Linked DNA regions of Danio rerio: region 1 is linked to region 2. The links are chromatin contacts, called in public Hi-C maps. All regions are on one chromosome and are shown on one strand. The core of a region is the stretch at or near the end of the contact, and the rest is flanking DNA. Distances in the headings are between cores, read along the strand shown.

What was found. A called contact is a pair of places that touch in the nucleus more often than the background predicts.
Region 1: a Hi-C map of an unstated tissue shows a contact between it and region 2, with 4 times the contacts expected there. The contact joins two enhancer-like sites. A contact is called at or near these places in 3 of 18 Hi-C or Micro-C datasets (caudal fin, hematopoietic stem cells and an unstated tissue) and 1 of 4 datasets of contacts at active chromatin or transcription factors (caudal fin).

The regions. Positions count from the first base shown.
Region 1 is chr17:56,703,624-56,708,379 of GRCz12tu, reverse strand. The region is part of intron 2 of LOC103909099 (a long non-coding RNA gene); the gene reads left to right. Among named protein-coding and RNA genes, the nearest start is that of ddhd1a, 15 kb to the left of the region's middle. Within about 2 kb of position 1,824, at least 19 of the 62 cell types and tissues checked have an H3K27ac peak or open chromatin away from gene starts, as enhancers often do.
Region 2 is chr17:56,565,190-56,570,345 of GRCz12tu, reverse strand. No RefSeq gene overlaps it. Among named protein-coding and RNA genes, the nearest start is that of zgc:113377, 11 kb to the right of the region's middle. Within about 2 kb of position 2,760, at least 5 of the 62 cell types and tissues checked have an H3K27ac peak or open chromatin away from gene starts, as enhancers often do.

The sequences.
Region 1 (4,756 bases), core at 575-3,074, 140 kb before region 2:
ACTCTACTTGCACTGCAAGTATTAGTACTGTTATGTACCACTGTATCTCACAAGTAGGTTTGAAAAATAAAGATGGACTTGAAGATTCTGTTTTATTCAAGCGAAAGACAGACCACAACTGAGCAGGTTGTACTTCCTGCTTCCCTTCACGCATCAACAGCAAAATAATAGTTCTTCGCATGAAAGTCCTTTACATAAACATCCCAAAAATGACATCCTGGGCCGGGTTTTTCAAAAGGTTTAATCCGAATAAAATTGATCCGGATTTAGTAATCCTGTTTTTGCGATCCGTGAACACGTAATCCAGCTTACTTTTTGAGCCAGTTTTTCAAAGCAATATCGGACTGGATCAATCTGATCTGGATAGGAACTTTTCAGGATCACTAAATCTGGATTACCAGTGCTCAAACAGGATAGGACATCACAATGTAGAACTACAGATATGTAAAGAGTAAAATAGCATGGGGTCTATATAACTTTATTTTTATTTGAAATGAAAACTAAGAAAATTTAATAATTATTAAAATAATAATAATAAATAAATAATAATAAAAACAAGAAAAACAACTCTTTAAGCAGTCCGGTCATTTGAGACCTACAACACTGTACATTGAGGATATTTATAATAAGTTTCAAATATAAATGTAAATAAAAAAAAGACTTAATGTCAAAAACTCCACAATAATGTCAGACTTCCACATCTGATGTGGGGAGACCAGCTTGTCTGAGCGCAGCCTTTAGGAGGCGGATCTCAAGTCATTGGCCTTGGTTTGCTGCAGTTTGGTCAAAGTCAGTTGTTCCTCTACCAGGTGAAGCTGTGCTTCTGCCCTTTCAGTCTCTTTTTGCAATTGTTGAAAGAGATTTCAAAAATCCGTCATTGCCATTCTTTGCATTTTTTTTATTTATTATGTAATCATTGCATGCATCACTAATAAATATTCTAAAAAGAAAAACATTTTCCATTGTGATGAATATATATATATATATATATATATATATATATATATATATATATATATATATATATATATATATATATATATATATATATATATATATATCAATTAGTGAAAGAATAAAATGTATTGTTTTTGGTCAGTTTTGACAGCTGTTTGGGGGATTATTTTATGAGGCCAAACTCTTTCTACTTTGCTGTAGGCCTATACTGAAAGGCTGAATACGTTAAAACCTATAATCACTACAGCCTATCGGATGAACAAATAAAATGAAAACCTTATGAATAAATAGTATATCTCGTAAGATTCTGTATGATCCAAAAACAGTATTATTTAATACATTTTTTAAGTTTTCATTACATTTTGGGCATGAAATCCACTCTAAATCCACCCTTCTGATGGGATCAGTTTAATCCAGGTTTTTTGGATCAAAGTGATCCAGATCCTACAAAAAAGGTCTGAAAAACCCAAACTAAAGGTTTGATCCGGATCAAAACCAAGATTGGATTATGTGATCTAATCCGATTAGGTAATCGTTTTTTTATTTTTGAAAAACCCATTTTCAAGATTTGATCCAATCCCTTTTCCAAAATCCTAGTGGATTACTTTTACCCTAGTGCAGGGGTGTCCAAACTCGGTCTTGCAGGACTGATGTCCTGCATATTTTAGTTCTAACTCAAATTAAACAACACTTGAACCATCTAATCAAGCTCTTTCTAGGTATACTAAAAACTTCCAAGGAGGTGTGTTGAAGGAAGTTGGAGCTAAACTATGCATGACACCGGCCCTCCAGGACCCAGTTTGTACACCCCTGACTTAGAGAGTCCTCTTCCACCAATGATTAACAGGAATCATTTCAATTTCTCTCCACATGAGGGCAGCACAGCACAATAGAGTTTAGAGATTTATGCAGAACCAGAGCCACATTTCTCCGTATTCTCCATCTGGGCCACTTTCTCTCTTGGAAACAACATCTAGAGTTATGTTGCTATGAAATAAATTTATGCCGTGCGTTAGACAGCTCGAAAAAGCATCAATGGCCGTCTTGGGCCTCCTCAAACCTTCACGCACACACATGTAAACACATGGGTCCGAGTGTAGGGAGCCGTGTATATTTCCTCCAATTTGAGGGGAGGGACGGGGGTCTGCGGGTCTGGTGACCACATGTCTCCTGTTGGCTTTTGTGGCGCTTATTGCTGGGTTGAGTTTCCCACTAAAGCTCTATACAAGGTCTGAAAGAAACCTTCTGAAAACATTGTGTCGAGAGGTAGGTGAGGACAGGGGTCTGACTGGAGACCCTTTTGACCCCTGTATACTACAATGCGTCTGACATTACCTTCACTCGTCGCCTCACACACACACACAGACTTGTTCCTATATCCCGGTGGGGACTCTCACAGACATAGGTCCAAGATGTTTCTATTATACATCGAAATTATTATACATACACTATTATACCATATTTTCTCTACCCTCACCCCAAACCTTACAGGAAACACTTTAAAAATTCCAAATGAAGTGGGATTTATAAGCATGTTTACTCATGTGGGCCAATTTTCCCAAGTCACCATGAGTCTGTGTGCATTCAGGTTTAAGTCCCAACCTGGATATTAAAAGCAAGTACACACACATGGGTTTTCATGTATTATGGGGTCTTTCCATAGCTGTAATTATTCTTATACAGTTTAGACGCTATATTTTATCCCCCGACCCTCAGAGGAAACATTCTGCAGTTTTACATTTTCAAAATAAGTCATTCTGTATGATTTATAAGCATGTTTACCCACGGGGACCTCACTTTTCTCAGGTCCCCATGAGTCTGTGTTAAAGGATTAAGTTCCCACTAGGATATAAAAACATGGATGCACACACAAACACTGGATTTTTTTAATGTTTTACGGTGCCTTTCTATAGTTGTAGTTATGCTTATACTGTACAGAGTGTATTTTCTATCCCCCGACCCTCACTGGAACCAATTTTTAATTTTCAAAGTACTTTATTTTGTGTGATTTATGAGCCGTGTTCCTCGCTGGTACAAAATAAATTTCCCCACACCGTCAAAAATTGCTGTTATTGTTATTATTGTTGGAACATTTGGTCCCCAAAACATAGTAAATACTAGGACCGCACACACTCATCCGACAACCATAAACTTCCTCCTTTATCAATTACAGCTGACATGGTTTCATCATGAGAAAAGTGAATTACATTTGTACAAGCCAATTGTATTCCCAATTGTTATCCCAATAGTATGACATATTTGATTAAATAATATTGGAATGATTTAAAGGGAATCACTGCAGACTTGAGTAATGCTGAAATGCATCATAGAGATACTCTTTATTAGGTACACCTGTCCAACTGCTTGTTAACGCAAATTTGTAATCACATGGCAGCAACTCAATGCATTTAGGCATGTAGACATGGTCAAGACGATCTGCTGCAGTTCAAGCCGAACATCTGAAGGGGAAAGAAAGGGGATTTAGGTGACTGAACATGGCATGGTTGTTGGTGCCAGACGGGCTGATCTGAGCATTTTAGAAACCGCTGATCTACTGGGATTTTCACGCACAACTATCTTTAGGTTTACACAGAATGGTCCGAAAAATATGCAGTGACTGGCAGGTCAGAGGAGAATGGCCAGACTGGTTCCAGCTGATAGAAAGGCAACAGTAACTCAAATAAGCACTCGTTACAACCGAGCTCTGCAGAAGAGCATCTCTTAACACACAACACGTCCAACCTTGAGGCGGATGGGCTACAGCAGCAGAAGAGCACACCGGGTGTCGCTCCTGTCAGCTAAGAACAGGAAACTGAGGCTACAATTCACACAGGCTCACCAAAACTGGACAATAGAAGATTGGAGAAATGTTGCCTGCTCTGATGAGTCTCCATTTCTGCTGACACATTCGGATGGTCGGGTCAGAATTTGGCATCAACAGTATGAAAGCATGGATCCATCCTGCCTTGTATCAACAGTTCAGGCTGGTGGTGGTGAGGGATATTTTCTTGGCACACTTTGGGTTCATTGGTATTGAGCATGGTGTCAATGCCACAACCTACTCTAGTATTGTTGCTGACCATGTCCATCCCTTTATGACCACAGTAAACCCATCTTCTGGAGCGTGAATCATCTCAGACTGGTTTCTTGAACATGACGATGAGTTCACTGTACTCAAATGGCCTCCACAGTCACTAGATCCTAATCCAATAGAGCAGCTTTGGGATGTGGTGGAACGGGAGATTGGCATCATGGATGTGCAGCCGACAAATCTGCAGCAACCGTGTGATGCTATCATGTCAATATGGAGCAAAATCTCTGAGGAATATTTTCAGTAGCTTGTTGAATCTATTCCACGAAGGATTGAGGTAGTTCTGAAAGCAAAAGGGGGTCCAACCCGGTACTAGTAAGGTGTACCTAATAAAGTGGCCGGCGAGTGTGTAGTACATCTTAAAATGTTCAAACAGTAAAATGTATTTTAATTGTGATAATGTTCGTCTGATCATCTAATGTAATACGTCATCAAACCACATTAGTCATACAGGTCACGTTTAGCTCGTTTATGAACACATTAAGCCCCCTGGAGCTCAAAGGTCACTCTGCTGAGTACGTGTGCGTGCGTGTGTGTGCTTGTGGGACAGGCTGACGAAATGGCTCTCTGCATTGGGTGTGTGGGGCAACAATGTAGGGATTTCTGAGGGGTTGCTGGGCAGCTTCTTGGGTATTCGGAGTGGTTGAAATGTGGTTGATAGGCTATTGCTTTGATACTTTACTACTTTGTGTGGTTGCCAAGCAGTTG
Region 2 (5,156 bases), core at 1,511-4,010:
AGTCGACCAGCTAAAACCAACCAACCAGCCTAGGCTGGTTTAAGCTGGATTTTTCAGCAGGGTACCCCAACACTAAACCCAACCATCACAGTAATGTAAAAGCAGATCTGGATCTGGTGTCTTAAGAACCACTTTTAATGGTTTAGAGCTGGTGCTTTGTGCGCAAAAGACAAATAACCAATTTGGAATCGGCTCTAGGTTTGAACCAGCACTCAAACTGCCTTGGTGAAAACACGGTGTTAGTAAATGCTTTCTCATTTTAGAAATTACACCATTCACAACTAATTTATACTGAACAGTAAGCATGCTTTTCACTCATCATAGCACACGTGCTGCTGCTGATGTGACAATAAAAAGTGATTTAATGGTGCTCCCTGGTTTAAGTAACGTGAGCTGATGAAATCAAAACTGCCTCCTACAGAAATCCATTATAGTTCTTGACTCATTCATTGTGTACTATAAGAATGACATCAATGAAGTCAGGAAAACAAGATGTGGTTTCTACAGTAGCAATCCTTTATGCATTCTTTAAAAAGTACAACCAGAGAACATTTTGTACTGGCAGATTATAGACTCATTAGCCCTAATGTAGCTTTATAAACTGTTACGCTACAGCAGATGGGATGAGCTAATGAACCTAAAAACTAACAGAGACAATTAGAGCCTGGTCAGACCAACAGAGTTCTGATCAAACCAATCACAGTTTAACCATCACTTACACCTTTTAACCAACCATGGACTGACGGTTCAACTTCATTTCCAAAATAGCTTTTAAGGCTTGTTGGTGGTGTAGAACAGTTGACCTATGACCTGACTACAGACTGTAAAAGGTGCCTAAATGAAAATAAGCCAGTTTCTACTTCTATTGTGCCGATTACCCTGCTGAAAAATCCAGCTTAAACCAACCAAGGCTGGTTGGCTGGTTTTAGCTGGTTGACCAGCCTTGTTTTAGAGGGGTTTTGGCCATTTCCAGGCTGGTTTCCAGCCATTTCCAGCCTGGTCTTAGCTGGTCAGGCTGGAAAATGACCAGCTAAAACCAACTTGACCAGCCTGGTTAAGGCTAACCATAGCTGGTTTTGGCTGGACTTCCAGCCTGGCTAGGCTGGTCAAGCTGGTTTTAGCTGGTCATCTCCCACCCTGACCAGCTGTGACCATGCTGGAAATGGCTGGAAATGGCCAAAACCACTCTAAAACCTGCCTGGTCGACCAGCTAAAACCAGCCAACCAGCCTAGGCTGGTTTAAGCTGTTTTTCTCAGTAGGGTATGCACTGAATATAAATGATTTAGAATAATTAAGACACAAGTCTCTGGAACACTTTATTTTGATTGGTTGATCCACATCCAAGGTATGGTATCACCAAATAACGATGGTTCAACAAATAACACAGGCTTGTCTGGGTCCTTCGATTAATCTTGACCATCAGTAAATGCGTTCTGTATTTATATGCTTTTTTGTCGTGCTGCTATTTTTGACTGTTTGGGGCCATCTACTGAAAAAACAGCTTAAACCAGTCTAGGCTGTTTGGCTGGTTTTAGCTGGTCGACCAGGCTGGTTTTAGAGGGGTTTTGGCCACTTCCAGGCTGGTTTCCAGCCATTTCCAGCCTGGTCTTAGCTGGTCAGGCTGGGAGATGACCAGCTAAAACCAGCTTGACCAGCCTAGCCAGGCTGGGAGCCCAGCCAAAACCAGCTATGTCCAGCTTAAACCAGGCTGGTCAAGCTGGTTAAAGCTGGATTTTGCTGGTCAGTTTCCAGCCTGACCAGCTAAGACCAGGCTGGAAATGGCTAAAAACCAGCCTGGAAATGACCAAAACCCCTCTAAAACCAGCCTGGTCGACCAGCTAAAACCAGCTTACCAGCCTAGGCAGGTTTAAGCTGGATTTTTCTGCAGGTCCATCTTGTGACTGAATAATAAAAAAATTAGCGTATTCTACATTCAGCCATTTTCATTTATGTCAGCATTGCCTTTAATTAAAGAATTAATAAACTATTAGGGCTTAGAACAGGGGTGTCCTGGGGGGCAGTGTCCTGCTGAGTTTAGCTCCAACTTGCTTTAACGCACCTGCCAGGAAGTTTCTAGTATACCTAGCAAGAGCTTGTTTAGCTGGCTCAGGTGTGTTTGATTAGGGTTGGAGCTAAATGTTCCAGGACACCGGCCCTCCAGGACTGAGTGTGGACGACCATTGGCTTAGAACAATGTTTTGTGTCAACTTTTTTTTCAAAGTAGTAGTGCATGTCAGCCATTTGTTCTTGTGTGGTTATCAGTTAATGATGGAACCGTCTTCTAAATCAGGTCCTGCTAGTTTTTGCTGGAAAACAACATTTATATTTAAAGACATGACAGAATCTACAACACAGACTGAATAAAATCAAGCTCAGGCAACCATTACAAGTGAAAAGTGGCTGATTACAAACATGCCTTCTTGCTGTCATTTACAAACGATGCAGGCCCATTAATGGTTAATTACCAGTTTCCACTCGGCCCAACCATACAAGCGCAATGATTTATTGTGAGAAGAACATGGGCGCTCCTCCCATTACTGAACTCTTTCCTTTGTTTGACTTTATTAATACCAATATATTACTCAAAGAAACAAGGGTGCATTACAGCCAGAACATGCACCAAAGGATAATAAATGGCAGTATTGTGAGTGCCTAAACATTTTTGTTCATCTCCAGCTGTTTCCTTGCTCATCATGCTGCGAGATAACATGAAACACTCACGCAACAGCTTCATTTCACAGACATCTGTCATCCATTAAGGACAACACACTCGGCCTCCGAGGGGCAGAGTCTGATCTCTGAAGTCCTCTTGGGTGTGTGTATGTGCATGTGTGTGAATAGGAGGGGTTAGGCTGAAACTAGATAGGGTTCCTTTAAAACGACAGACACATTCAGCAGGACGTAATGCTGCTGAAGAGCTTAACAAGAAGGTTTCAACATTCCAAGACTCTTAACACTCAGTGTTTCTAATGACTTGGCTAATATTTGATCATTTATTAGCTCACCATGTCTCCTTTGGAGGATAAAGCAACTCTAAATACACCAACAACTAATCACATGAATTCGTCTTGGGACTGGGAGTTCAGATATTTCCAGCTTGGTAATCTTGTACCACAGTGCAATCCCAAAATCAAAGCTTTGGTCATTACACAATAAAATGAAGAGTATGTGATATGGACTTAAATAAGATGTTTATTTTGGCTGGAAGATAGAGGGGTCTGGGATTATCTCAGCAATGATAATTAAACAATATTTTGCTGAGGGTGCTTTCACACTTGGACGTTTGTTTCGGAACCTGTCTCGTTTGCCCAGTTAGCGCGGTTTGTTTGTTTGGCGATCGCGCTTGGATCTGCGCCAAATCAATCGGTCCGAGATTGCCTTAGGTGGTCTCGGCTATGGATGCAAGGCCATAAGGACACCTGCGTTCTGTTCTGTAACTCATGATAAGGCGCACCTGCACATGCGCCCACACCATAGACTGTAAAATATATGGACGTAGTGTTCGTGACGTCACCCATAGGTTTCTAAAGAGCGCAAAAGAAGCCACAAGTAGGCGCGGCCAACCGTTGTCATTTTGTTTGCGCGTCATCACACCCACAGCGGGATACCAAACAAGGGCAAAGAGGCGGAGAGTGAGCGGAGCTACAGACACCTGCTGGCATTTAGCTTGGACCTGGTTCAGACACCTGGTTTACTTTGGGAGAAACGCTTAATACTTTATCACCTGCGACTTGTTTGTGTATTGACCACATGTGCTTGGCTGTACACTATATCAATAAAGTGTTTAGACTTTAAAAACACTGCTGTAATACATTGAGCCACTAAACTTTGTTCTTATTTCGTTTAACAGGAGGAAAACGCGAATTACTTCCAAACACTTCAGATATAGTCTGTGTTAGTTAATGTAGGACTATTGATGAAATCCAGCATAACACTGTATGACAACACTTCAGATGACTGTTCTAGAGCCCACAGCTTATCAATTCGTCAGATTCTGAAGTGCATTACAGCTCTAAATATAAATATAAACGATAAATGATCTTAAATAAAACAAATACATGTATAGAGATGGTATATGAGAATATAACTTTACTCACATGGGAAACGGAGGCCACGTGAATGGTTTGTGAGCACAATTAAGTGCACACAGCATGCCATGCCATCTAATAATTGTAGGAAACAAGTCCAAAAGGCAGATGACTGTGTAAAGCCACAGAAAACAACACAGAAATACGATAAATATGCCGAGTTCAGTGGCTAATCTGCAGAGGTGACGTGACGGCGACAAGCGAGACCTAACTGTCACTCAAGTGGCCACTCCCTTAATTATGCAAACTTAATATAACTTAATATAAAGGAAACGGATGAGTTATAAAAAAAATTCACCCCCCTCACAGTTGTCATGAAGGGTAATATTAGCTGTATTAACCAAAATCTTTTTTTGTACCAGGCTGTAAACACCTTTTTTCTGCTGTAAAGTTGGATATTCTAACAGTGGGCTCAATTGAAATTTGCTCTATTTTGGAGCCAGGAGCGGCCAGGACTAGCGCAATTTCAGATGAATTGCAGTTTTAGTTACTTCCGTATTGGCTTCCTGAGGGAGAGCAGGAGGTTGCCGCTTGGCCCACACTCATTTGTACTGACATCTAAAAAATTATGAGTACCAATGAACTTCTGCTGAACTTACAGTTGACAGCTCAGTGGACAGTGAACAAGATATATTGTTGAGCATTGTTTTTTTGGCCGAGTCATCACTTTTGAAACAGGAAGGAAAGACCTTAACTGGACATGGGTAAGACCCCTGTATGACCCTGAGATTCTATTGGTGGCGGGCACCTGAGAGATTTAGGATATCATTAGCGAAGAAGCTGATGACGGTGTGTAATGTGTGAATTTGGGTGGAGTATTAAGACAGAGAAATGTATTTAAACTATGTGCATGCCTATGTTCGGCAGACACTCGAACGACCTGTCTCTGTTGCTACTGATGCTGTGACAATAAACAGCTTCGCCAAAAGACTTCGGAGATCTCAGACCTTTTCATTTTTTTGAAATGTTTGACTTAGAAACTTAGAATATTTTGCAGACCAGAATCTTTTATCACTGGAAAACATCCATACACACTCATTCACACCCACACTCATACACTACGGTCA